Regions from separate parts of the Sus scrofa genome. Here region 1 is linked to region 2. A link is a contact called in public HiChIP or PLAC-seq data. All regions are on one chromosome and are shown on one strand. The core of a region is the stretch at or near the end of the contact, and the rest is flanking DNA. Distances in the headings are between cores, read along the strand shown.

What was found. HiChIP or PLAC-seq counts read pairs in DNA pulled down with a chosen protein or histone mark.
Region 1: a contact with region 2 is called in an H3K27ac HiChIP or PLAC-seq map of skeletal muscle. The contact joins the promoter of UCKL1 here to the promoter of EEF1A2 in region 2. A contact is called at or near these places in 2 of 47 Hi-C or Micro-C datasets (retroperitoneal adipose tissue and skeletal muscle) and 2 of 2 datasets of contacts at active chromatin or transcription factors (alveolar macrophages and skeletal muscle).

What each region holds. Positions count from the first base shown.
Region 1 is chr17:62,794,549-62,797,753 of Sscrofa11.1, forward strand. It overlaps UCKL1 (uridine-cytidine kinase-like 1), which reads right to left and starts at 1,848. Exons shown (of 16, transcript XM_021077630.1): 1 at 1,676-1,848. The coding sequence starts at 1,788. ZNF512B (zinc finger protein 512B) reads right to left here. Exons shown (of 18, transcript XM_021077622.1): 18 at 2,035-3,205.
Region 2 is chr17:62,524,963-62,527,993 of Sscrofa11.1, forward strand. It overlaps EEF1A2 (elongation factor 1-alpha 2), which reads right to left and starts at 1,417. Exons shown (of 8, transcript XM_021077778.1): 1 at 1,203-1,417.

The DNA.
Region 1 (3,205 bases), core at 598-3,097, 270 kb after region 2:
GGCCCACCACTCTCAGGGAGACACAGCTGTCCAGGGTGGGGCTGCTCTAGAGAGCCTGCCTGGTGGCTGAGTGAAACCAGGCCAGAGGAGGGAGGAGCTGCTCCCTGGGGCCTGGCCCGGGGGTCCCAGACTGGCTCAGGGACAGAGATCTCAGGGCAGACAGAGGGCTGTGGGGCTGGGAGGCCGCAGCCCGAAATGGGAGAAGCAGGCTCCAGGGACCTGCGCTGACTCCACCCCACCCTACCCCGTGGACATCGCACTACAGGATCCCCTGCTTCCACTGCTCTGAGCAAGAGCACCCAGGCTCCTCCACTCCCAGAGGGAGGCCCCAGCCCACCAGGACCACACCAGGAGGCAGCCTGAGGGGCGCACTGCTACGACCGTCAGATGCAAAGGGAGTCCAAGGTCCAGTCCTCCTGGGAGACCTTCCAGAAGGGCACACAGACAAGAAACCAGAGCCAGGTGGGCTGACCACACCAGTGCAGCCTCGACGATGTGGGAAAAGCTGGAATCATGGCCGGGGAGAGCCTTGGCTCAGAGGCACCTGCACATACAACTGGACACCGACTAGAGCCAGCTCAGGGGCCCTCGGCGGGGGGGGGCGTGTAGGGACTGGGGGGGGTTGAGGGTACATGCTTGAGAAACACCACATCACACAGAAGGCAGGTAGCATGGAGAGAGTAAGCCCGCATGAGGTCCAGAGGCAGCTCAGGGCAGACTCGAAGGGGCTCTGTGAGATGCCATGGGTCTAGGCTTACAGCCCAAGCATCTTGGCTGCCCTCCCCTGTTCCCTGGGGACCCTGCTCTGAGGACGGGAAGCCCATTGCTTCCCCAGCGCCGAGATGTGTGGTCTCTGTACCAATCCGTGTCTGTAGGCAGAGACTACCTGGTCTCGGGCTAAATCAGGTTCTCCGGGACCAGCAGGCATGACAACTCAGGACGTTATCACCCTGCCCAGCTCTGAGTCACTGCTCACTGGGAGGGTGTGTCTACAGGGACACAACAAGCTCCTTGAGGCTCAGGGAGCCTTACCCCGCCCAGCAGCTCGCCCCTGATTCCTCTGCCTGCCTGTCCAGCGGCTCTGCTGGCAGCACCCACAATGCCGTGGAGTCCAGACCACAGCAAGTTCCGGGACCAGGCGCCTGGCTGGGGAGGTTTCGTTTGGCTCCAGCCTGTGGCCACTGCTGGCCCTGGCCCTCAGGACGGTTCAAACCCGGAAGAGAGGAGCCAGCCACCCCTCCCCTGAGCACAGATCCACCATCACCCTGGGGCCTGGCCCTGGAGGCTCCAAGAGGGAGCCACCTCCCCAGCCAGGTGACAAACGCACCCCCTGGAAGGCCCCCAGAGCCTGAGGGTCCCCGGGCACGGTGCTCCGTCCTGACCAGCATTTTGACCTCTGGCCTCGATGGGGCAGGGCCGAGTCCGTGCGGGGTCGGAACAAACTGGGGACCTGGGGAGCGCCCGGTAAGCGCGCAGCCCAGCCCAGGCGCTCGCTGGCCCGCTGCCCCCTCCACTGGGGACAGACCAAGGCCCCACGCGGGCCCTGCCCATGGGCCCCTTCCCGCGGCCGTCCGCGCGGGCCCGCTCCAGCCAGGCGCCGGAGACCCTCCACTGGTCCAGATCTGGCTCCCGGGGCCGCCCCTCCCACGGCACGCGAGGGGCGCGCCGCGCCTACCGGTCCTCGCACGGGGTCTCGCTCTTCCCCTCCGGCCGCTCCGGCCGGTCTCCAGCCGCGGGGGGCGGCGGGGCTGGGCCGGGGGCGTCGGCCGAGGCTGGGGGCGCAGCCATGAGCTCCGGGCCCTCTCCGCGTGCGAGGCGGGACGGGGCGGGGCGGGGCTCGGGGCTGGCCGCGCAGGCTGCCGGGAGCTGTGGTTCGGGCCCCGCGCCGCGCGCCCGCCAGCGCGCCCCGCGGACTACAAGTCCCACGAGGCCGCGCGCGCCTCATGGACCGCAAGCTCCACGAGGCTGCGCGGCCGGCGTCCGGGGAAGACTCCCAACGCGCGCTTTCCCACAAACTCAGCCGCACAAAACCCCTGGAAAAAAAATTAATAAACATTTATTTGATACAGTCATTTTTAATACATACAGTTGATGGCCCGCCCCCGCGCCACTCGGGCCGGAGAGCGGGGACGAGGACCGGGGACAGATGGTCACAAGGCGGGCAGGGCCCAAGCTCACCGTCAAAACATCTTGCAAATAAACACTTTGTAGATAGAATATATATGTATATATATGGTTACAAGTGATAGCTGGAACCTCTCTTTCGAAATGCACTTATTACGGAGAACTGGCATTAAAAAACCCAAACCAAGAAACCCAAAGTACAGGATGTGTGGCTGCCAGGCAGGAGGTGCTGGCTGTCCCAGAACCCCAGGCCTGCAGGCCCACTGCCCGGGACCCACTGGGGACACACAGGGACAGCCCTCCCCTCTGCGGTCAGGGTGCACCCATTCTTTCCCTTCCAAACCAGAGGGACAGGAGTGGGGCTACAGCTGGGAAGACCACCAGTCACACCGGGGGACACTCATCTGCCCTTGCATGAGCAAAAAAGTGCATCCTATTTTTGTGTGAAGTGTCAGTCCCTTGAGTTAACCGTTTCCTGTTCTCAGGGCAAGGGGGGGAGGCTGGGCCAGAGGTAGATCTTCAGAAAGGGACCTGGCATTGTGCCCTGGGCTTGGGTCTCAGGCAGGGTCCATGCCCCCTGCACCGGGGTAGGGGCTGCCTGCCGCTCTGGTCCCTCTCACTGAAGGTTTCAGTCAAGGCCAGGAGGCTACCTGGCTGCACTCCCACCAGAGTGAGAAGTGGGCAGATGCTGCTGAGCTGCCCAGGGCTCTGGCACCATGGGAGGAGGGCTCTGTAACCAGCCTGCCACTGCCATCCACCAGCCAGAGTGTGGGAAGCAGGGAGGAAAGAGGGGAAGAAAGCGGTCTGGCCCAGCAGCCACTTCTGGCGGCAGTCCCCAGGCCCACCTTAAAGACCAAGAAGGGGGTTAAAGTGCTAAACATCAAGTTACCCAGCACCCCACCTCTTCCCACACATCCGGCGGGGTCCCCATGCCAGGGACCACACTTGGACCTCGGGGGTGACAGTGAAACTCATCCCCCTGCCAAAACCAGCCCCCACTCCCCAAGGGCCAAGTACCTGAGAGGCCGGGGCAGGTGGCCATCCCCAGCAGAGGCGTGGAGGTCCAACGCCTCCAGCCACT
Region 2 (3,031 bases), core at 167-2,666:
CCTCCCCAGCCTGTGCCTGCCCCGCAGAGCTGGGGGGCAGCCCCACACGGTCCAAGAGCCGTAAATGTCTGTGCGGTGCCCACAGAGCCCCCCCCCCGCCCCGTGCCCCGTGAAAGAAGGCACCCCCCCATCTGGAGAGATGGAGACACCCAGGCTGGGTGAGCCCCATGACCAGTCAGGAGATGACTCACCCTGCTCGGCTCTCCGTGCCCTGTCCCCAGTGCTTGCTCCCCGACCCAGAGTCCTGGGCTGGGACACTGTCCCCTCTCTCACCCCACCCCCACCCCAGAGCTGCCACACGGAGAGACGGTCAGTGCTTTTCACTCCCTCTAACAAGGACGACGCCATCTTCGGCTCGTCCCTGCCGGGCAGGCTGGCACCAGGGAGCAGGCTGGGCCAGAGCTCAGGCTGGGTGATGCGGTGCCCAGATCAGGGCCCCAGAATAGCTCAGGCCCTCCCTGGATGGGGACAGGGTGGACAGTAGGGCAGGCGGGTGGGGGTCCCTGCTCTGTCCTGAGGAGGGAGGATCTGGCCCCGGCAGCCAAGCTCAGCAGATGCCAGCCAGGGATGCCCTCAGCCTGGTGGGGACAGGGGGCCATCCCCTCCCCCTTTCCTCTGCTGACAGGGTCACAGCCCCTGCCCATTCTGGAGGTCAAAGGAGAAACCTAGGCAGCCCAGGAGGGGACAGGTGGCTGGGGAAGGGAAAGCGGGCAAAAAAGGGGCACCCTAGGGGGCCAGCCCCAGGTAGACACAGCAGCCCCGGTGGGGGCAGGGTGGCAAGGACCCCTCGGGTCTCTTCTCACCGCCTCCCCCTACCCTGCTATGGTCAAGGAGGGCACCCCCAGCGCCCACCCTCAGCAGCCCCCCAGCCCCCCGCGCTGAGGACCCTTCCCCAATCCCACAGGGATCCCCCGAGCCTTCCCAAGGTCACGGCTGCCGCGGATCGCCGCCGCCCAGGAGGTGCGCAGCCGCCGCATAAACAAGCGCCACCGGGGTGCCCCCACCCCACCCCAGGCCTCTCAGGGGACCGACCCCCGGTGCCGGGACCCGGGGCGCGGGGCGGGTGGTCGATCTCCGCGGCGAGCAGCGCTGCTGTGCCAGGCACCGGGCCGGCCGGTCTCTGTCCCTAAGGACCGGTCCCCGGGGAAGGGACCCTCCTGCAGAAAGCTGGGGGCGGGGACCCGGAGGCCCAGCGTCCTTACCCAGAGCCGAGGTCTCAGCCAGAGGGACTGGAGGCGCCGGCGCCGGCGGTTTTATCTCTCCGGGAGGGGGGTCCACCTATTGACGGAGCAGGCGCAATGCACTGCGCCCCTGCAGTACGGCAATGCGGTACCCGCGCGGGCGGGGCCGGGGGCGGCGAGGCGAGGGATGCAGGGATACAGGGACCGCGAGCCCGCGGACGCGCGCGGGCGCGACAGGGACGCGAGAGGAGGATGCGGCGAGGGAGCGAACTACAAAGGCGGAGCCGAGACGCACCCGGAGGGAGCCCGGGCGGGGAGAGAAAAACAGGCGGCGGCTGCAGAGAGCAGGGGACCCGAGAGGGAGGCAGAAGGGAGGAGGGGCAGAGACGGAGAGTGGCGGCGGGAGAGACCCACAGCCAGAGGCAGAGCACGGACAAAGCGCAGCCTGAGACCGCAGGCTCGGGCACACTCCCGCGCGGGGAGAGAAGCAGAAAGACCCCCCAGTCATAGAAGAAGGGCGCAGGGATGCGAGCCGGTGGGGGCAGGGGCGGAGCGGGCCAGACTCGCCGGGTGGGGAGTCTGGGCGGCCCCCAGCCTGCATCCCTGGGGCCAGCACTGGCCGTGCACGTGCTTGGAGCCTGATTTACAAATGGAGCAGTGTCCCCAGGCTTCTGCCCCGGGGGTGCAGGCCCTCCTGGTGGGACCCCGGGATCTGCTGGTTCCCAGGGGCCTTGCCCCCATAGGCCTGCCACACCAGCTCGCCCTAGAAGGCCCCCAAAGCCAGGCATCTCTGTGCCAGGCCCGGCCCGGCCCGTGGTGTGGCCCGAGTGCTGTGGCCTTAGGGCTCCCTTCAGCTTGGCCAAGGGGCCTGAGGCTCTGTCAGCAGATCCACTCAGACCACCCTTCTCTGAGACCCTGGAAAGAACTCTTTCCTGCCCTGGGGCCCCCTCAGTGGGGGAGGCGCTTGAGCTCCATCCCCAGAGCTCGCAGGCGCCCGCAGGGTGTGCCCCAGCGGCTCGCAGGGCATGAGGTAGGCCAGTGACACACTTCAGCTCACAGAGTCCCGGGCTGTGGCCCCGAGGCCTGCCCGGCCTCCCGCCCCAGCCGCAGGGGGATGAGGCAGCGAGGAGCTCGCCTGTGGACCCTCTTCCAGGAACGTCTGCCCTGTCAGTTCACCCCCCACGACCCCGTCGCCCATGGCCGAGTCTCCCATCTGCCGCAGACCCCCAGGGCACTCGCAGCTGCTCATCTCTGTAACCACGGAGCTGGGAGAAGGTCGGGCAGGATCTCAAAAAATGTGTGAGGGGAGGGTGAGAGCAGGGCCGGGCACCCAGCACATCCCGATGGGGCAGTGCCGGCAGGGAGCCAGAAAGACGGGACCCCAGCAGATCAGGAAAGAAAGAGGGGCTCGAGGCGGTAGCGCGGGGAGGGTCTCTCTGGGGAGTGGGGGGAGGGGCCCTCCTGCCCAGCTGTCCCTGTGTCTGTCCCCCAGGCCGGGGCGGACGAGCAGCCCGCAGGTGACCAGGCACTTCTGTGAGCTGCTGATACCATCGAACAGGAGCCAGGAATTAAAAATAAACGCCTGTGGAGAAAGCGCACCCACCCCACCCCCACCCGACCTCGCTGGCCCCCCTCCTGCTGAAGGCTGGTGGGATCTGGGAGCTGCTGGGACTGGCTGAGGCTGGGATGGGTCAGACCACAGAGGCAGGAGGCGCAGGTCCCTGCGGGCACCACCCCAGCTTCCCTGAGGGCCCAGCAACCGCCCGCAGCCTCAGGGTGTTTATCAGACACCTTGGCTCAGGGCTGGGCTCCTGGCTCACCCACAGCTGGCAGCTGGAAGGAGCCAAATC